7 separate regions of the Mus musculus genome follow, and all the other regions are linked to region 5. The links are chromatin contacts, called in public Hi-C and promoter capture Hi-C maps. All regions are on one chromosome and are shown on one strand. Each heading gives the region's core, a stretch centred on a gene start, on an enhancer-like site or on the middle of the called end of the contact. The rest is flanking DNA. Distances are from core to core; before and after follow the strand shown. Region 1 holds the start of Virma (vir like m6A methyltransferase associated). Region 2 holds the start of Plekhf2 (pleckstrin homology domain containing, family F (with FYVE domain) member 2). Region 3 holds the start of Cpne3 (copine III). Region 4 holds the start of Rad54b (RAD54 homolog B (S. cerevisiae)). Region 5 holds the start of Otud6b (OTU domain containing 6B). Region 6 holds the start of Dpy19l4 (dpy-19-like 4 (C. elegans)). Region 7 holds the start of Ndufaf6 (NADH:ubiquinone oxidoreductase complex assembly factor 6).

Evidence for each region. Promoter capture Hi-C pulls out the DNA fragments that hold promoters and counts their contacts. A called contact is a pair of places that touch in the nucleus more often than the background predicts.
Region 1: a promoter capture Hi-C map of pre-B cells shows a contact between it and region 5. The contact joins the promoter of Virma here to the promoter of Otud6b in region 5. A contact is called at or near these places in 2 of 39 promoter capture datasets (cranial neural crest and pre-B cells) and 1 of 484 Hi-C or Micro-C datasets (CD8 T cells).
Region 2: a Hi-C map of B cells shows a contact between it and region 5, with 5 read pairs. The contact joins the promoter of Plekhf2 here to the promoter of Otud6b in region 5. A contact is called at or near these places in 1 of 39 promoter capture datasets (cranial neural crest) and 1 of 484 Hi-C or Micro-C datasets (B cells).
Region 3: a contact with region 5 is called in a promoter capture Hi-C map of pre-B cells. The contact joins the promoter of Cpne3 here to the promoter of Otud6b in region 5. A contact is called at or near these places in 1 of 39 promoter capture datasets (pre-B cells) and 1 of 484 Hi-C or Micro-C datasets (CD4 T cells).
Region 4: a promoter capture Hi-C map of pre-B cells shows a contact between it and region 5. The contact joins the promoter of Rad54b here to the promoter of Otud6b in region 5. A contact is called at or near these places in 3 of 39 promoter capture datasets (cranial neural crest, hippocampal neurons and pre-B cells) and 1 of 484 Hi-C or Micro-C datasets (CD4 T cells).
Region 6: a promoter capture Hi-C map of pre-B cells shows a contact between it and region 5. The contact joins the promoter of Dpy19l4 here to the promoter of Otud6b in region 5. A contact is called at or near these places in 2 of 39 promoter capture datasets (cranial neural crest and pre-B cells).
Region 7: a promoter capture Hi-C map of the HPC-7 cell line shows a contact between it and region 5. The contact joins the promoter of Ndufaf6 here to the promoter of Otud6b in region 5. A contact is called at or near these places in 2 of 39 promoter capture datasets (the HPC-7 cell line and pre-B cells).

The regions. Positions count from the first base shown.
Region 1 is chr4:11,484,699-11,487,398 of GRCm38.p6, reverse strand. Virma (vir like m6A methyltransferase associated) reads right to left here and starts at 1,441. Exons shown (of 24, transcript NM_001347055.1): 1 at 1,294-1,441. The coding sequence starts at 1,356.
Region 2 is chr4:11,006,342-11,009,041 of GRCm38.p6, reverse strand. It overlaps Plekhf2 (pleckstrin homology domain containing, family F (with FYVE domain) member 2), which reads left to right and starts at 1,423. Exons shown (of 2, transcript NM_175175.4): 1 at 1,423-1,649.
Region 3 is chr4:19,568,769-19,571,468 of GRCm38.p6, reverse strand. Cpne3 (copine III) reads left to right here and starts at 1,361. Exons shown (of 16, transcript NM_027769.3): 1 at 1,361-1,468.
Region 4 is chr4:11,557,602-11,560,301 of GRCm38.p6, reverse strand. It overlaps Rad54b (RAD54 homolog B (S. cerevisiae)), which reads right to left and starts at 1,382. Exons shown (of 15, transcript NM_001039556.3): 1 at 1,289-1,382. LOC115489931 (predicted GPI-anchored protein 58) reads left to right here and starts at 483. Exons shown (of 3, transcript XM_030253962.1): 1 at 483-498; 2 at 1,010-1,459. The coding sequence starts at 483. Gm35693 (a long non-coding RNA gene) reads left to right here and starts at 1,476. Exons shown (of 3, transcript XR_390401.4): 1 at 1,476-1,627; 2 at 2,271-2,388; 3 at 2,649-2,700.
Region 5 is chr4:14,825,076-14,827,775 of GRCm38.p6, reverse strand. Otud6b (OTU domain containing 6B) reads left to right here and starts at 1,363. Exons shown (of 7, transcript NM_152812.4): 1 at 1,363-1,485; 2 at 2,123-2,277. The coding sequence starts at 1,404.
Region 6 is chr4:11,320,832-11,323,531 of GRCm38.p6, reverse strand. It overlaps Dpy19l4 (dpy-19-like 4 (C. elegans)), which reads left to right and starts at 1,395. Exons shown (of 19, transcript NM_001081201.2): 1 at 1,395-1,532. The coding sequence starts at 1,517.
Region 7 is chr4:11,074,840-11,077,539 of GRCm38.p6, reverse strand. It overlaps Ndufaf6 (NADH:ubiquinone oxidoreductase complex assembly factor 6), which reads left to right and starts at 1,335. Exons shown (of 9, transcript NM_001085493.2): 1 at 1,335-1,560. The coding sequence starts at 1,364.

The DNA.
Region 1 (2,700 bases), core at 192-2,691, 3.3 Mb after region 5:
GATGTTTGTTCTGGTAACAATTTTGCGTTTGGCAGCCATTTTGCGTTTTCTCAAGTCTGGCTGGAATTACATAGCCCAGCAGTCACTCATTCATTTATTCAAGAAAATGCAGCCGTACTCATTTCATTACTTCATAAGAGAACATTTTAAATCTCTTCTCATTCAGATGCTTATGTTTTCCTAGGTACGGTCTAAACCCAGGACATACAACCGAGAAAGAATAGGAGACACTCTACCCTACTTTCATGTTGTCATATTAAGAGTACAGTAGGGTTGGAGAGATGGCTCAGCGGTTAAGAGCACTGACTGCTCTTCCAGGGGTCCTGAGTTCAAGTCCCAGCAACCTCATGATGGCTCACAAGGAATCTGATGCCCTCTTCTGGTGTGTCTTAAGACAGCGACAGCGTACCCACATACATAAAATAAATAAATCTTAAAAAAAAAAAAAAAAAAGAATACAGTCTTCATAGAAACAAGACAATCCCCAAAGAATGACTCTCGAAATGATTAGGTTTCCGGTGAAACAAACAAATATGAGGCTTGTTCATTTACTCTCTCTTCCTCGCAGCCGAATTTCTCTGTGGACTTCGTTATAGTTCATTTTTGCGAATCTTCGTTAATTCGCTACATTCAGTACATTCAACTTAAGAATTCCAAGGCCTTTCAGGGACGCTAAAGTAATTCTGTACACAAAACTACGCAACACCCCACCTTCGTCCCCTGAAAACAACAGACTTGCTTTCTAATGACAGTCTTTAGTCCTTCAATACTGCATGATTCGCAAGTGTCCTCCACGCAAAGGAGATTCTCGTAGATCTGTCATGTCCTAATAGGTGAATTCCTTCCCAAACTATTGAAGTGCTATGACAAATTGAGCAATGAGACCGCCGTTAGAAGAGAGATAGAAGAGGACTTAGGATCCTGGATAGTCCGTACCCTGAGGGCATCCAGAACCCGACACTACTGTCAAAAACCAGATGCCCAAGCTCACGCCTGCATCCCACCCGAAGTACACCTGAGACCAAGGACCCTCCGCAGGACTCAACGCTGACAGGACAAACTGTCAGCAGCGCGACTGACTCGACTGAAGCCGCGGGCCCCAAATCAAAGCCGAGAAAGGCAGGGCCGCCGCCCAGGGCCACCGGGCTCGCACCGGGCTGGGGGAGGGGGTGTGGACCAGAGGACCCCCGCGCGCGCGCGACTGAGGGAGGACACCGCCCGGACGGCCCCCGACTCCGCAGCAGGGGTACCGGAACTGAGGGGCCGTGTCGAAATCGGGTCGCGAGGCCTTACCTCAGCGCTCGGATGTTTAAAAGTATCTAAAAATAGCAGCTCCATAGACGAGTCCACCGCCATGTCTGCCGCGGGCGGGGGACCGGGAGATGACTTCCGGGGCAGCTCTCCAACCTCCCAGGCCGAGGCTCCAGCTAGGGGGAAAACTGCAGTACTTCCGGTAAACAGGACGCTGTCGTCTCAAGCCTCCACCAATCCCATCGCAGCTTGCTGACTTAAGCCGTAAGCCCCGCCTCCTCCAGCGCGGCGGAGGGCGCCTTCTGCGAGCCCAAAGGGGCAGGGAAAAAAAAAAAAAAAGAGGGGCGGGGACTACGGTGTTTGCAGTGGTCCAAATCCCGTGGTTCTCCGGAGTAGCGGAGCCACGACGCCTGCGAGAGGCGATGAGTTCTAGAAGATAGGAAAGTGTGCCAAATCTAGACACACGGCACCGTATGCCTCCCACGAGGCATGCTCTCCAAACAAAACCATGCAATGAGGGAATCTGAAAAGACACTGTTTTCAAAGAGAAGAAAAGAGCACACACAAGGCCAGCCAGGAGTTGAATCCCAGCTTGAGCTACATGAGACCGTGTCTCAAAAAATGAGGGAAAGGGAGAAAGAGGGAGGGAGACAACTTGTCTCAGCAAACGAAAGGAAAATTTTCTCGTTTATGAAAATGTTAAATATGATGAATAATCCCACGAGCTGATTATGAGGATTAATTCTTATAAGGTTCAAAAAGGTATATAAATGAAACGTCACGAATATAAGAGAGAGCACAAAGTCTATTTCTGGCTGACAAGCAGTCTGCCAATTCCAGCATTTAAAGGACAAAGGAAGAGTTTGAGCTTCAGACCAGCCTAGACTACTACTCCGTGAGACCCTGCCTCAAAATAAAAAGTGTGTTTGTTTTAATTTTATGAATAGTTTCTCTGTCAAGTGCTGGACACTTGAAACTATACATAGTCCTAGGGAGTGTTAAGAAGGAATTTTTCTCTATTCTGGTCCTCTCAGGAACCACCCATCAAGACACAAAGTTGTAGCAAAACAAAAGCAGATCAGCAAAAGTAGGAACAGGCCATCAGGGAGAGAGTGGGGTGGATCAGCTCAGTGCCTAGGCTATCTCCCTCTCAGGGTTTATATAACTGTCTCTTTGTCGTGCTCTGCTGAGGAGGCTTAAAATGTCTCCATTCTCCTGTATGTTTGCCAGAATTGCTTTCAACTAGACACTGTCTATTCATTTGTTAGATTTGTTCAAGGTCTTGTATTTGATCTCATGACCTTCCCTTAGGACATTTTCTTCTTTTTAAAATTGAGGTTTCGGGGGCTGGTGAGATGGCTCAGTGGGTAAGAGCACCCGACTGTTCTTCCAAAGGTCCAGAGTTCAAATACCAGCAACCACATGGTGGCTCACAACCATCCATAACGA
Region 2 (2,700 bases), core at 174-2,673, 3.8 Mb after region 5:
TTTTTTTTGTTTTTTTTTTTTTTTGTTTTTTTTGTTTTTTTTTTTTTGAGACAGGATTTCTCTGTATAGCCCTGGGTGTCCTGGAACTCTCTGTAGACCAGGCTGGCCTCAAACTCAGAAATCTGCCTGCCTCTGCCTCCCGAGTGCTGGGATTAAAGGCATTCGAAGAGCAACATTTTTATTGATGACACTAGAAACACAGCAGTTCCTAATCTTAAAATTTAAAAAGATTTTAGAGTGTGCTTAGTCTAGCACACATAAAGATTGTGTGTGTATACGATTGAAATCCTGTAACTATCCCTATTACGACAACTGATCTCCTTTGCCAGTTTTGTTCTGGATACTAATTTAAAACAACTGTATTTGTTTCACAGACATTCTTCTTCCTCTTCCTCTTCTTCTTCTTGTTTTTCGAGACAGAGTTTCTCTGTAGACCAGGCTGGCCTTGAACTCAGGATTCCGCCTGCCTCTGCCTCCCAAGTGCTGGGATTAAAGGCGTGTCCAACACCGCCCGGCAGCTCTCAATCTTCTTAATGCTTTAATATAGCTCCTCCTATTGCGGTGGTCTCCACCATATAATTATTTGTTACTACTTCATAACTGTAATTTTGCTGTTATGAATCATAATGCAAAATATGTTCTCCGATGGTCTTAGGCGACTCCTGTGATCCGCAGGTTGAGAACTGCTCAACAGGAGGCTAAAAAGAAAATTCCTGAATAAAACTTTAATAATAACCCAATTTCTACCCCTTTCCTGTTTAAACGGTGTGCTTTTCCCAGCCAGCCAGCCTAGATGCCTCTGCTATCTCTCCGCAGCGCCTAGTAAACGCTCTTCTAACCCAGCGTCATGGTAGCACCGAGTTCTAGGTACGCGAAGCAGTTGGCCGAGGGGAAGTTTTGAAAAGAGCGGAGTTCTTCGGCATAAGGTTACACAGGAGCCTGCGGGTCATGGGTGCGGTAAGCGCAGACCCCTGGCTTGGGAGAAAGCGACAGCAGGTGTTCGGCTGAATGGCCGAGCCGGGCGGGGTTGGCAGACGCGGTTGGGTGGCGAGAAGCAAAGCCTTTCCTGTTCCTTAGGGCGGGAGGCGTGGAGGCAGCTTCCGCCCATTCTTCCAGAGAACTTCGCGGACTGCTTAAGAGCCCTTTCCGAAGGCTAGCCCGAGTCAGGAAAGTCAGGTCAGGCGACCCAGTCCAGCCTCAGCTGGCTCAGACGCGCGTCACCTCTGCAGAGGCGCGCGTTCCCCAACCCCGCCGGGGGAGGCCCCCGAGTGGGTGTGGCCTCCGCTGAAGAGCCCGCCCCCCGTGCGGTCGCGTGGGGATGGAGGGGCGGGGCAAGGCGATGGGCGGGGCGAGGGAGCCGGGAAGAAAGGGCAGGGCGGGTGTGCTCGTGCCCGTGTTTGGCGCTTGGGCGGGGGCGCGCCGGTGCGCGCGCAGGAGGGAAGCCAGCCGGAGCGGCCGTTGTCGGGTTCGACTGGAGGGGCGGTGAAGTCACCTGCGAGCGGCTGCGCCCGCCGCGTCCGGATCGCGCCGGCCTCGCGGGGCCCCACGCAACCCTGCGAGGCTGGGGTCGGGGAGCAGGCGGAGTCCGCGCCCGGAGTCGGCGACTAGGAGGACTCGCACCCTCGGCGCCGCCGCCCGCGCGGGGTCGGGTAGGTGCCATGGGGGTCGGGACGCACCGGGCGGCGGCGGGCTGGGGAGGGAGAAGCGAAACTTTGCGGGCGCCTATCCCCGCGGGCCCGGGCCAGCCGTGGCGCGGGGAGGGGTTGGCGCGGGCGGCGGCGGCCGACGCCATGTTGGGGTCTGTGGGAAACGGGGCGCTCGGGCGGCTCCCCTCCGGGCCGGCGCTCGGGCTGGAACCGCCTGGGTCCCGCCGCGCCCGTCCGCGGGACGCCGCCCGGAGGGCCAGGGCCGGGACCATAGACGGCGGCTGGGGACTGGACCTCGCGTCGCCCCCGAAGTTGTGGGGCAGCAGGACTCGGGTCCCCAGATCGTGCGGTCTGAAAACTTTGCAGGGTCTGGGCGTCAGGGGCACGCTCTGACTCCAGCAGTTTATTTTATGACTTTATATGAAAATGGCACCGTACAATTGGCTCAGATAGGAGCGGTAGCTTACACGCTACTTGAAGGGTTTTTTTTTTTTAAGTTTTATGATCTTTTGCCTAGTTTTTTTTTTTTTTTAATGTTATTAAAGGCCAAGAGCTGGTTCCCCAAGTTGCTCGAGTAGCCTTGTATAGTCCTCGAATATTAAAGCAGTAAGTTGTGTGAGTGTGCAGTGGAAATGACTAGTATTCAGGTTACATACACCTAAGCAGTAATTCAGACTCCCAAGTACATTAAACTGGTAAATGCCTTCTTTGTTATGTTTTAATATGTTGCCTAAGAGACTCGTTAAAGAACCATTTAGAGTTGAACGTTCAGTTGAAACGTTAAGGCATGTGTTGTCTTAAGACTAAGTGAAATAACCCAGTGTGTTGGCTCATGCCGGTTTTCTGAGCACTCCCGCGGGCTAGGGCAGAAGCATTGCCGCGAGTTCAAGGCCAGCCTTGGCTACAGCTTGAGTCTGAAACAAACAACCCCAGGACCACAACAAACAGATTAGGGTGATTTTGACGATTCAGTTTTTTTTTTATTCTTTTTCCTTTTCGTTCCTTAAAGGTGCATGAGTTTTGAGCCCCTATCTTTGTACCTTTATAGCTTAAG
Region 3 (2,700 bases), core at 112-2,611, 4.7 Mb before region 5:
GGGGTATGCTTTCCTTAGTCTCACCCTCTGTGCCTTGGACATTTGCGGGACTCTGTTCACCACGGCTGCAAACAGAAGCTGCTCTGATGAGAGCGGAGAGGTGCATTAATCTATGAGTTTAACGAAAAGCCATTAGGAGCTGACTTGATACTCTGTCCATTGAGCAGAATATTTATAGTAGATTCTCCCCTGGGTCTGTGACCTGCCTAGCTGTTGTTTTTGCCTCGATAATAGTGCCAGGTATGGATTTCATTTTGTGGAGTGGAGTGGAACTTAAATCCAATCAGAAAGTGGTGAGTTATTTCCATGATATTCCTGCCACTATTGCACAAAGGGCATGTCTTTCCAGGCTGCTCATCACTGGCGCTCTAGGGTTCACTGCTGGGTAAGACTGAGATGACCTTTCTCCTCTGGAAGCTTACATATCACATTCCATTCTTTAGTCCTTTCTATTGAGTGTCCCCCCCCCCCCCCGCCTTTTTCCCCTCACCAATGTAAGTGAAGTAACTTTTGTAATACTGTTCGTTTGTCTTTGTTGATTTTTATCCCATTTTTTTCCAGCAGATATTTTAAATTTTCATTCAATAGAAGGATGTGACTTTGAGTACCCATCACCATAGGCATTTTGAGATTAGCATAATCTGATGACTTTAGGCAAATTGAACAACTGTTTACCTACCACATTTCACAGTATTTTCTTGCACCATTCTTATGAAAAGGCACGTGGCGCTAAACACATAACAAAGCTTTTGTGACGACCAAATAAAATAAATATATATTAAATAAAATAAGCATGTAAAATTACTCTGGGAAGGTGTACGCTCTACAGAAGGATGCTTAAGAGCTGGCATTTCACACTATTTCCTTGTCCAGATCTGTTTTCTTTCTTTATTTTTTTAAGGTTTATTTGTTTTGCTTTGCATGTATGAATGTTTTGCTTGCATGTTTGTACACACACACACACACACACACACACACACACACACACACATACACACACACCTGCCTGCTGCCTTGGGGAGATCAGAAGAGAATGCCAGATCCTCTGGAATGTGCTAGATGTTTGTGAGCTACAAACCGGGAACTCTGCAAGAGCAACAAGTGCTCTTCACTTCCGAGCCCCCCCCCCCTCCCCCCCAGACCAGATCAGATATTTTACTGCCTAAAGTCAATTACGGGTTTTGTAAGAATTCTTTAAAAGGTCAGCGGGTTGAGGCGCAGCAAAGAAAACTGGGAGTGAAAATGGGTTGAAATGGGTTGGGCAGCAAGCTCCCTATCAAAAGCAAAACTTCACCTTGGTCCCGCCCACAAGCTCCGCCCTCGCCCCTCCGCTCCGGGACTCCGCCCACGAGCCCCGCCCCTCCGCGGTCCAGCCCTCAGGTTCCAGTAAAGCCCCTGCGGTCCTGCCGCCTTGCGGTGCTCCTCGCTGGCTCTCCACCCTCACTCGACTTCTGCGGCGATATAGCACGTGAGTGCGTGACTTTTCCCAGCTCCGGAGCCGTGTGTCCCAGCCCAAGCCTGCAGCCTCCCGGGAAGCGGGCCGGTCCCGGGCGGGAAGACTTAGGGCCCTCAGGCTTCCATGGCCCGTCCCTCCGGGCCCCGGGCGCTGGAAGTGCTCCGTGGGTTTCCGGTGCCCACTCTGGGGACTCCCGAGTGTCGCGTGCTGGGTCCGCGGCCCGTGGAAGTCCGGGGCTGGGGGTCAGCCTGGGGGCCGCGAGCGCCTCCTGGGCCTGCGGCTCGCGCACCTGAAGAACCCTGCCGGGGATCCGCGGGCCTCGAGTGGAAGGGCAGGGTGGGGCGAAGGGTTACAGCCCCGAAATCTCGGTCCCGCTCAGCGGGGAAAGATTGGTGAACCAGACGAACCGGTCGTGTGGGGGAACGGTGGAGGAAAGGCTGCGTGCTGAGGGAAAAGGTGCTACTGAATTCGGTGCAAAGCTGGGCCTGGGTGAAGTCCTAGCAAGCTCCTGCACCTGTGTCCAGGGCTTTGGGCTCACTGCACACGCGACGCGAAGGAAGGGCAGTGCCACTTACTTGTTTTGCAGTCAGAAACTTGAGAGCATAGTGACCGTTAGTGTTGGCGCTAATGCACTTGACTGCGATCAGCTTTTGTTTCTTTCTGTTGTGTTTGTGGCCGCCAATAATCAGAGGGTGAAGTAGGATTAAAATAACCAGTGGTTTGCAGTGACCCACAACCTCTGTGTTAAGACCATTTTTATATATAGTTAGCTCACAACAAGCATAAATGCGACTATTATCTTTTTCACTCCTCAGGAAACTGGAATTAATTTATGAAACTTGGCACCTCTGAAAGTGGTAGCATTAGGTTTCGATTGTGGTCTGTACTTTTTTTTTAATACTTTACGATTTACAAAAGTAAGTGAATCTTATTTCACAAGAAAGGCAGTGACTATCTGTCTAGTTTCAAGTATGTTCTGAGGTTTTGTTATCTGTCTAACCTTTGGGTGGGATGCCCAACCCTTTATGGTGTGTTTCTACATTTGTAAAATGGATATAGCACTGATGTGTCAGAGTGGTGAGGGCTAAATAAAATGTTTGTAGATCACTCATCGAAGTGTCTGATACATAAATAACGATAAGATAAATGATGATGGTAGTTGTAGTGACAACAGTGGATTCTCAGAATCTATCTGCTTTTCAACACTCCCCCTCACCCTGCCCCCTCTGTTTTGAGAATATTTT
Region 4 (2,700 bases), core at 133-2,632, 3.3 Mb after region 5:
TAAGAGCACTGACTACTCTTCCAGAGGTCCTGAGTTCAATTCCCAGCAACCACATGGTGGCTCACAACCATCTGTCATGGGATCTGATGCCCTCTTCTGGTGTGTCTGAAGACAGCTACAGTGTACATAAAATAAATCTTTTTTTTAAAAAGGTGAACTACAGAAATTAGTTTATTTCCCAAAACATATTAGCATCTTTACTAGTTTGTTTTGTTTTCTAGGACAAGGGCTCTCTATAGATCCTAGACTGGCTCTGAACTTGAGATCTTCCATCTCCGACCGGCTCTAGCTGGTTTGTAAACTAGTTTTGCTGAGACCTTTTTTACAGGCCCTAGATGTAAAGCCACTTGGCAGCTCTATTGAAATGCTGCGATTTCTGAGGCTTGTAACACGCTACGGCTGAGATTAGGTCTCCCAAGGAAAACGGCCAGCCCAGGCTGATATCTGGAGCACATCATGTTTGCCTTAATAACTGTGCACCAATGACCTTCCCAGCAGGTGATTCTGCAGTTAGCTTAAATCCGTGTCTCCTCTTGTGTCTTATTCACTCTTAATCACACTCAAGCATACGACTATGCAACGGTGAGATTAATTTAAGAATTCAGAACAAAGCTTGACACACAGTACTCAAATACTTTCTGTAATATTATTACTTATAATTACTGTTGCCTGTTTAATCCACAAAATCCTATGAAATCAGAAACAACAAAGGTCCCAGGAGAGGAAAGACAAGAGGGATTATAGAATCATAGCCAGAATCTCTGCCTTCCTCTGGACTACATGGGGAAGAGGGTGTGGCAACTTCTAGGATGCAAGAAAATAAATAAAACTCCAACAGCTAGCAACAGGCCTTGCTATTTCTGCTTTTTGGCTTCCAGCCACGTTGGGTAATAAGATTTCCATTTCATACTGTAAATTCCCCTTAGACTTTGGGACTCCAATCTACCTACCTACAAAATCCTCCATAATTAATGTAAATGGTGTGTTTTTGTTTGTTTGTTGAAACCAGGAGCGGAGAGAGGGCGAGAGAGAACTAGTGGGTGGGTAATTCGCCTAGGGGAGGTGCTAGATGGTTCCACAAGCTCTTGGCTGACACCTGATGTTCTCTGGCCCCAGGCGGCCTCGGGGGCCGTGGCCTCCGAGATCGCTCGGCCCGCAGGACCCGCCCCCCTGCCCCCTGCCCAGCCAGCGAGGGCGCTCCCGCCGCCTCGCCCAGCTCCCCGGGACCCGCGCCATCCTGCACCAGGCCCCGCACGCGCCTCCCCGGGCCTCCGCTGCAGAGACCTACCCCGCAGGCTGACCGAAATCGCGAGCGCCCCGCAGCAGGTACCAACGCCTGCCGCCGACCAGCTCGAGCTTCCCGCCTTCCTACAGCCAACCACGGGCCGGGCGCCGAGCATGCGCACCACGGCGTGCAGTGCTGGTCCCGCCCCCGACTCTGATTGGACAACCGTTGCAGGTACCTTTGCACTTCCTTTTACGTGGGTCTAGGTTTGGTTCCGGTTGACTGCTAGATCTAAAACGAACCGATTTGGTTTCAGTCTTCAGGTCCTAGCTGAGGCGATAAGCCTCACAACTTAAATCAATAAATTAGGATTCGGATCATAGAAGTGTGTGCACCACTGAGGTACACGAAATCCTGTTACTCAAGTGACACTGAGCTACAGTAGTTGCAGCCCCTGTTTTACAAGCCCTTTTAAGGTCTAGGAGTATAAAAACAGATGCGTGATTATTGGACTCTCGTGAAAAGGAGAAGAGCTCCTTTAAACTTAAAAAAAAAAAGACACTATCTTAAAGTATTGTAGACAAGGTCTTGATAGACAAAGTCTTGCTGATCCTTCTGCTCTAAGAATTCTGGAGATAGATCCTTTGAAAAGAGAGAGTGGTTAAAGGTCATTCACTAGATTTTATACACGTTTGACAATTAAAATGCATCCTGTTCTGGTGTCTCTGGACACTGCACACATGAAGTACACCAACTTAAGTGCCTGCAAAACACCCATAGACATAAAACTTAAGTAGACCCTTCCTCCGAAAACAAGGTTTTTTAGAAACCTTTGACCAGTCTAACTTCAGAAGCCACCAGTGTTGTATATGACCGTTGTAAGATATTTAGTGATTTTTTTCTCTTAAGATGCACACACTCACACACACTCACTCACACAATTAGCGATGCAGTTTCTATTAAAGCCTTGCTTAAATCTACATTAACATCTCTTAACTCAAATTTGGCTTCCCACTGACTTCTGAAATTATTTTCTTTGGCAAAGTTAAGAAGCACAGCCTCATCTGAGCAGAGGTCTCTGGTGAGACCCCTCCGGCCGCTGCAGGTGGAAAGCTGTTGTTTGCTGCTACTATGGTGCCTCTCTTTCCACGGGGTGAAGTCAGGTATGCTGGCACACACTTATAATCCCAACACTCAGGAGGTTAAGGCAGAAGGATCACCATAAGAGAGCAGCCTGGGCTACATAGCAAGACTGTCTCAAAAAGCAAACAGGCAGACACATAAATAAGTAAATAGTCTTGTTAAAATGACATAGACACAAAAATTCTACGCATTAATGGGCACCATGAGACGCTTTTACTTGTGTATGTATTGTAATCAAGGTAAACACACCTACCGCTTTAAATTCTTATTTTTTTTTTAGGGTGAAAACTTTGGAAACCCTTCCTTCTGGCTTTTTGAGATATACTGTACAA
Region 5 (2,700 bases), core at 114-2,613:
TGCTCACCATTGTTGGGGAGTTTGGGCTACAGACCGCAAGTCATCAATAAATTCCCTTGCTATATAGAGACTTTCCATAGGTTCTGTGACTCTAGAGAACCCTGACTAATACAACCCCTTACAGGTTTATACAGTTGTAGGTGCAGTTCATTATTCATCTCTGGAAATAAGTTTTCAATTATTTCCAGAAATATTATTTCAACTTCATTTGTTTTGTTCTGTCTCAGGCATTTATATATAAAAAAGAATATGTTTGTCTATCTATTTTTTTTAAGATCTATTTATTTATTATATGAAAGTACATTGTAGCTGTCTTCAGACACTCCAGAAGAGGGCATCATATTTCGCTATGGATGGTTGTGAGCCACCATGTGGTTGCTAGGATTTGAACTCGGGACCTTCAGAAGAGCAGTTGGCGCTCTTATCCACTGAGCCATCTCGCCAGCCCCTGTCTATCGACTTTTGAGACAGGGTCTCACCTATGTAACTCTCTGGACATCCTGGAACTCCCTATGTAGACAGGCTGGCCTCAAACTCACAGAGATCTGCCTGCCTGCCTCCTAAGTGCTGGGATTAAAGGCCTACACAACCACAATCAGCCCTAAATAGAGATTTTTTTTTTTTTTTAAATTTTACTGGACCAACACTCTGAGTCTTCCACTCCTGCCACCATTCCGTGAGCATTCTTGTTTGCCTTTGCTAATTTGTTTTTGTGGCACACGAGTTACATTTGTTAAATCTTGCCTCAAATCTTCAAAACACCCTGACATCACTGTTAATCGTTTTACAACTGAATTTAGCAAATGGACTTTACTAAGCTTAGTCCTTTTTTATCTCTTTCATCACTTATTTCAAGAGTAGGCATTCCTTACTTAGCGTTTCCCCTTTTACCACATTGTAAAAAAACAAAAAACAAACCATTCCCTAGTGTATGACTAATATAACGTAAAGATCCTCATTGAAAACAAACCACGCTTTTATTAAAATTAAAAAAAAAATCTTTTCAACATGTTTTGGCAAAGAGGACAACTACGGAGCGTTCTAAAGCACAAATTGAAAGCTGTGCGAAAGAACGTCCGTGATGTCATCTCCGTGCGCCCCGTCAGGGCCAATCGCCTGGCGCGTAGCTTTGTGCTGCGGTTGCTCCAGCGCCGGGCGCGTCCTTAATCGCACAATCCCAGCTTCCGGCGCGCCGCCCAGAGCGGTCCGAGCGCGCAGGCGCCCTAGCCCATGTCGGCGTCTCCCGGTTTCAGTGGTTAGACCTGGATCCGGAGCCGCCTTGAGGCGGGGCTGGGCCTTCCCGGCGGCCAATGGCGCCCCGGGTGAGGGTTGAGGAGTGGGAGGTGCTGGCCCTCCTGAGGTGCGGATCTCCTTCAGCGCGGGTGCCGGGCCGCCTGGTCGTCATGGAGGAGGTCGTGGCTGAAGAGCTCGATGATGAGGAGCAGCTGGTGAGAAGGCATCGGAAGGAGAAGAAGGAGCTGCAAGGTGACGGGAAAGGGGCTGGGAATGTAAGAGGCGTCCACACCCAAGGCTGGGAGCGTGGAGTGTGTCCTCTGGTACCTGGACGGGCACACGTCCTGGATCCGTCTAGGCTTTCCCTCAGATAACTTTTGATCAGTCTTCTCCAGCTTTCCCCATTCCCTCGACCCCCTTATTTGCAGTCCCCGGAGATGTCCCCGTGTGCGACCTGCCGTGGACCCCTAGCGGGTCCGGTGCACGTGCTGCTGCTGAGTGATGTGCCTGGAGACCAAAGTCTTGGACCTCCTCTTCCTCCCTTCCCATTCCTGCCCCCGATCCCGACGCCTGGCCTTAGTGGTGTGGTCTGAATTGCTTCTCCTTGGCTTGTCGGTCACAGAGAAAGATATTTAAAAGGCAGAAGTTTTACCTTAGTATAGTTTTTTAACCTTGGTTTTGCCCTGTCAAACCAAACAAATTCGAGATTGTGTTTACGTTGGGTCGCAAGCCTCATCCGGACCTTTCTCCGTAGCTGATTGTTGTGTCATGATTAATTGCTTCTATAATTACTTTACATTCTATAATTGTACCTCTTCCCACCCTCTTAACTGCTTTTCGCTTTTTGGTCCGGGGGCTCTGACACGGCTGTTTTGATGACTTTTTTTAGCCAAAATTCAGGGAATGAAGAACGCTGTTCCCAAAAACGACAAAAAGAGGAGGAAGCAGCTCACGGAAGATGTTGCTAAATTGGAAAGAGAAATGGAGCAAAAACACAGGGAAGAACTGGAGCAATTGAAGCAATTGACTTTCAAGGACAGTAAGGTATGGGGAGCGAAGCTTGTCTCTGAGCCCGAGCAAACAGCTGTCTGAGTGTGTTGAACTGCTTATTGAATACGGTCTCAAAATTCTGAAATCGAGTCATACAGTCACACATCACATTTCCTCGACATTAGTTTTTTTAGACAGAGTGCCTTGTAGTCTAGGCTGTCACCCATGTGGATTTGGAGCAGAGGCTAAACCTTGAACTTTAACTTCAGATCCTACTGGTGTGACTTCACAAGTGCTGGGATTACAGGCATGCACCACCACACCTAGCTGTACATTTCTTTAGTATTTTTGTGACCAGGTTTATGGGCAGATTTTCTTTTTTTAAATGGAAGAACAGCAAAAAAGTGCCTACTTCCTTAACCTAATAACCATGTAAAGTATAAGTTATTGCCAGATAAGGTTTGCCTTGAGTGAAAG
Region 6 (2,700 bases), core at 146-2,645, 3.5 Mb after region 5:
CCTAGACATGAACCTAGTGTTGTGGAACATCCTTGTGGTTCCTTGGCTGTGTTGTGCAACCTAAGTGTTGAAACCCTGCCAATGGGAGCTCAAGCGCTGGGCCTCTAATTTTCTCAGCCTCCAGTATCACCAGGGTATACTCTGAGTCCAAGGCAAGGCAGAAAAAGAACTGGTGGCTCTGGCTGAACTCCCAATTAACCAGAAACAAGTGCTCTAACCCCCCCCCCCCCGTCCCTCCTGAATGTAGGATTGGACCCCCAATATCACTAGATCAGGATCCCACAGAATCAGAACAGATCCAGAAACCAGGCATTATAGGAAAAAAAATTAGGAGTTTCTGTGAATTACTATAGGAGGCCTACATAAGAAAGGAAGGAAAGAAGGAAGGAAGGAAAGAAGGAAGGAAGGAAAGAAGGAAGGAAGAAAGAAAAAGAAAGAAAGAAAGAAAGAAAGAAAGAAAGAGAAAGAAAGACAGACAGACAGCTATCCTTTTTTTGAAGTGGCTGTTCACTCATGCTTTTGGGCCAACTGAAGGCGTGCCACAGTGTTCTCAGTATGAGTCATGCACTGCACAACAAAATTAAACTGCATTCTATTGTTATGAAATAATCTCTATACATTCCTCATAGCAGACTATAAAGTACTATTGTGCTTTCTTCCAGAATATTGACATGAGCAAACATTTTGTTCAAGGCAGTTTTCGTGATTGACACGTTGCTCTCTCTTGTGTTTCCTTTTTTATATGATAATAACTTAATTTGCTTATGTAGCTGAGGTTGGCCTTGATAATGAACCTCCTTCCTCTACTTGTCACGGTCTGGGATTACAATAGGGAATAACCTGGTACAAACTTTTTTGTAGCCGCCAAGTGTCTACTAAACCAAACTGTGTATCACTCTTGCCATTGCAGCAGTAGGGAACCTGAGGCAAGTTGAGAGCAGCCTTGGCCATATAGAGAGATCCAGTCTCAAAAACAAACAAGCAAACAAACAAACATCTACTAATCCAAAGGACCTGCCTAGAACGTCTTGCCTGGCTTTGAAATCATCGTAACAAGTCCAGGACTCGTTGCTCTGCAGTTGAAACTCCGTTTTCTGTTTGAAAAATCGGCCGGACATAGGGACTGGATCTGGCCTACAGTCTATGACTTTCTGAGACGGATCCCAGCGTCACGAAAAGCTTGCTCTGGCTCCTGCTTTCCTGTGAGGCTCAGCAAGGAGCGAGGGCGGCGGCGGGGACTCGCTCCTCCCAGGAGCATTGCCATCCCGTGGCCATCGTGGGCATGGCTGAGGCGCTCTAGCGAAACGCTCCGGCCGGGCCCCGCTCCCTGCACTCTGGTTCCCGGAGCGCCTTGGAGGGACCCAGTTGGCGGAGACACCAGAGGGGGGCGGGTCAGGAAGTGGGGGCGCGGCAGCCGGGAGCTGGCCGGGGCGGCCGCGGGGTTTGGATACTCGGAGGTTTGGGAGACTCCGGGCTGCTCGGGAGCCGTAGGGCCACTCGGGTCTCCGCGGAGACGATGGCAAAGGAAGAAGGTGAAGGCTCCGGCGTGTAGCGCGCCAACTGCCGCGGCGGGCTCGGGAGAGGGGCCGGGCCTGACTGCTGGCTGCGGGCCGCGGGGAGCAGGGCGGGCGGGGGCGCGCGCCCCCGAGTTTGCAGTGGAACCGGGCGCGAGCCGAGAAAATGGCCCAAAGTTTCGTCTCCCGAAATAGGACGCAGAAGTGGAACTTAAAGTCAGGAGTCTCGGAAAGGAAGCTGTTGTTGGGTGGCGGGGCTGCGGGTCCGGAGTTGCTCCGCAGTGGAAAGCAGGACGAGCTTGGGTGGGTTCTGGTCCAGGCTGGAAGCTTTGGGTGCAGAATGGGAGGGATCGCACCCCTCGCGGGAAACTGAGGCTGGGATCTGGGATGGACGCGCAGAACCTGACGGAGTTCACTTGTGCTCTAATGGATAACAAATGCCAAAGGGCAGGGGCATGTAAGTGGTTTTAGGGGAGGAGGAGGTCAGTTTTAGGGTTAAAACTAATGGACTGGAGAGAGCTCTGCACGCTCCTCAGGGTCAGTGCCAAGGGAATTTATTGTTTAGCCAGCAATATTTATCCATAGAGGATTTGGACAGTGAGCAAAAGATAGGAAGCGGCAAAAAACTTAGCAGTGTACGATACATAGTGTAAAAAAGTATTGGTGGCATAGTAACTTCATGGGATGTGTATGCACGATTGAGCTCTTGGACTTCATTCGCTCGGATGAACAGTTACATGTTTCATTCTGCTGGAAAGCAGTTTTTATCTTACTGAGTGGAGTTGTGAATGCGACCGTTAGTTATCTGGTTTAGATTTAAGCCGTTGAACCAAGGAGACAAGAAGGGAGTTTGAAGAATTCAATGGAAAGCCATTTTTCAAAAGACTATTAGAAGTACATGCTGACTGGGACTAGATGTCCTGTCCCTGAGGTCATGATTCAGCCATTCCTCCTCTTCCTGCAGCTCTTCGTGTTAAATTTCATGCACATTTAAGATACTACCTAAAACCAGCCTCAAAACAGGTTGCTGGTAAGGAAGAATGTAATTCCTCTTTTTTCTTTAGCTATAGCTATATCTGTGTTTGCAATGTGTTATCATTTGACAAAGATTTTTTTTAAACTTTATTTTTGTGATTAGTTACAAATCTGTGTGGGTAGGTTGATAAACCAGTTTGTCTTTGTGAGC
Region 7 (2,700 bases), core at 86-2,585, 3.8 Mb after region 5:
CCCCTAACTCTCAAATGCTGGCATTATATGTGCATGCCACTATACCTATAGACTATTCAATTAATAATAGTTGGTAACAACATATCATTTGTAGTATAGTATCATTTTATTGTATTTTAAACTGTTGTATTTAAGTATTTAAATTAGCACATTATGGCATGTACATAATGTATTTCAACATTTGCCTCCCATTACCCTCTTTTGTCTCCTGCCCCTCTGAGCCTCCTTTTTGTCTTCTGAGCTCCTTCACCTCATCTGGTACTATCTTACCATTTTACTGACTGACCCATCTCTCTAGCCTTATACTGGAATTCTAAATTCTCCACAGGCAAAAGGCTTTGGCCTGATTCCTGGCTGAGAGGCTACTTTTCTATCTCAGGTTCACAACTTCCTCTTTTTGTCTTGCTTCAACCTCACTGTGTAGTGTAGGCTGACTTTGAACACTCAACACTTCCTGTCTCAGCCTTCTTAGTGCTGGCGTTACAGATGACAGAGGCAAGTCAGATTTTACAACATCGAGGGACTGTCAATGGGTTAAAGCAGGAAACAAATGACTCCATGCTCTTGGGCTTTTAGAGTGTTGTGAGAGACAACTAACAGCAAATGATATATTGTTACTGTTAAAAAAGAAAAAGGAGCCGGGCGTGGTGGCGCTCGCCTTTAATCCCAGCACTCAGGAGGCAGAGGCATGCGGATTTTGAGTTCGAGGCCAGCCTGGTCTACAAAGTGAGTTCCAGGTCAGCCAGGGCTACACAGAGGAACCCTGTCTCGAAAAACAAAAGAAACAAAAAACAAACAAAAAGAAAAGGAAAAGGAAAAGAAAGCAAAAGGAAAGAAATTAAATTTTGTCTCTGTCTCTCTCCCCCTTCCTCTCCTTCCCCTTTATCCTTAGTGGTTGATAATGGAGGCATAACCTGGTGCATCTCTCAAGCATCTTTGTGTTTTTCTCTTGGAGGTAGAGTGGCTAATCAGTGTACCTGTTCAGGGCTATGCTGGGAGGTCTCTGGGAATGTGTGTGGGTGAATAGTGGGCATTCAGGTACAACAAGCTTCCAGCAGTGCGGTTACAAGTGTCAATAGCGCCCTTGAAGAGGATCAAGAGAGGATGGGGGTCTCTGGGGTGACAGGATGTAACGTCAGTCGCTTCTTTAAAAAGCAGGCACCCATCCCTTTTGGCGTTCTGGGGTTCTGTGGGAGTGGACGCTGGAGAGGACAACCAAGTCACCAATGTGCAGGATTATAGCGACACCTGGCTCTGGTCTGAGTGGCGTCCTTCCTTTGCGGAGTTGCAGAGATCTGCCGGGGGCGTGGCCACTTTCCGGGGGGCGTGGCCTCAGGGTCGGAGGGCACCCGAAGCGGGTGTCATGGCGACCTCCATGCTGGGTTCTGTCCGCGGCCCAAGGCCATTCGGTTTGGCTAACCTGTTCCATCGCCAGCCGCCTCGGGATGCGTGGGAACGTGTGCGGCGCCTGCCGGGGCCCTCGGCGGTCCGGCGCAGCGTGGCGGCGGCCAGCGGGCCAGGCATCCCCGGTTCCCACCTCTACTGCCTGGAGCTGCTGAGGTGAGTGGCCGCGCCCGGGGGACATCCCCGAGAGCCCAGAGCCTGTGGAACGCAGAGCGCTGAACCCCGAGCCTGGGGCTGCGTCCTCCGGGTCCTGCGTTCTGCTGGGCTCTGTGCCCGTGCTTGGAGAAGGAGACCGCAGGCCTGTTCACGTGGCTCAGCACATCCTCTGCCTGAACCCTAACGTTAATGGACCCTACAACCTTTGCATGCATAGCACTTTTTATTCATGGACAGCTAGTGACTTTAACACCGTTAACTGGCTTTGGGCTCTGTGTGCTGCACTATTAAAAGTAATTCACGGGGCCTGCGCATTTTTAGGTCCATTGGTAGGGTGCTTGCCCAGCGTGCTTTGGATAAACACATCTCACAAAAGTTGGCACACTCACTTTTGACGCATCTTCTTAGGAGGTACTGGCCAGAGGTTTAGATTTAACTACAAAGCAACCTCAAAGCTAAAATTTTGTTTACAAAAGTAAAGTCCAAAGCAGCTTATTTAATTCTCCTTTCAAGTTGTGATTCCCATCAAGGGAGTTTAAGAGTTAGAGCATTAAGAGCTGGAGAAATGGGTTAGCGGTTAAGAGAACAGGCTCAGGTTTGATTCCCAGCCCCGACACGAGATCTAATGCTCTCTTCTGGCCTTCTTGAGCACCAGGTAAGCAGTGTATAGACATATGTGTACGCAAACACTCATACACATAAAAATAAATACAATTTTTAAGATGAAGTTTAATAATTTCAAGGGAACAAGGGATTTGCCAGAGATTTACAAGAACAGCCTCATGACTTGTGTTTTGTTCACCTGGTGTCAGGAAAGACATCTGGGATTTCCTCTGTAGACATGTGTGGGGGTTGGGCCTGATGGGAATTGAGCCCTATGAATAATCTATGGCTTAATTACATCCACCCACACCGCCCCTGCATTTTGCCCTCCCTGCTAACAGCAGTTATCCGGTATGGTTTTTGTTTGTTTTGAGACAGGGTTTTTATGTAGCTGTGGTTGACCCTGTAGACCAGGCTGGCCTGGAACTCCTTCTGGTCTCTGCCTCTCAAGTGTCGGGTCTTTTTTGTTTTGTTTTGTTGTTTTTATTGTGTGTTATTTTTATTTCACGTGTATGCGTGCTTTGCTTGTGTGTATGA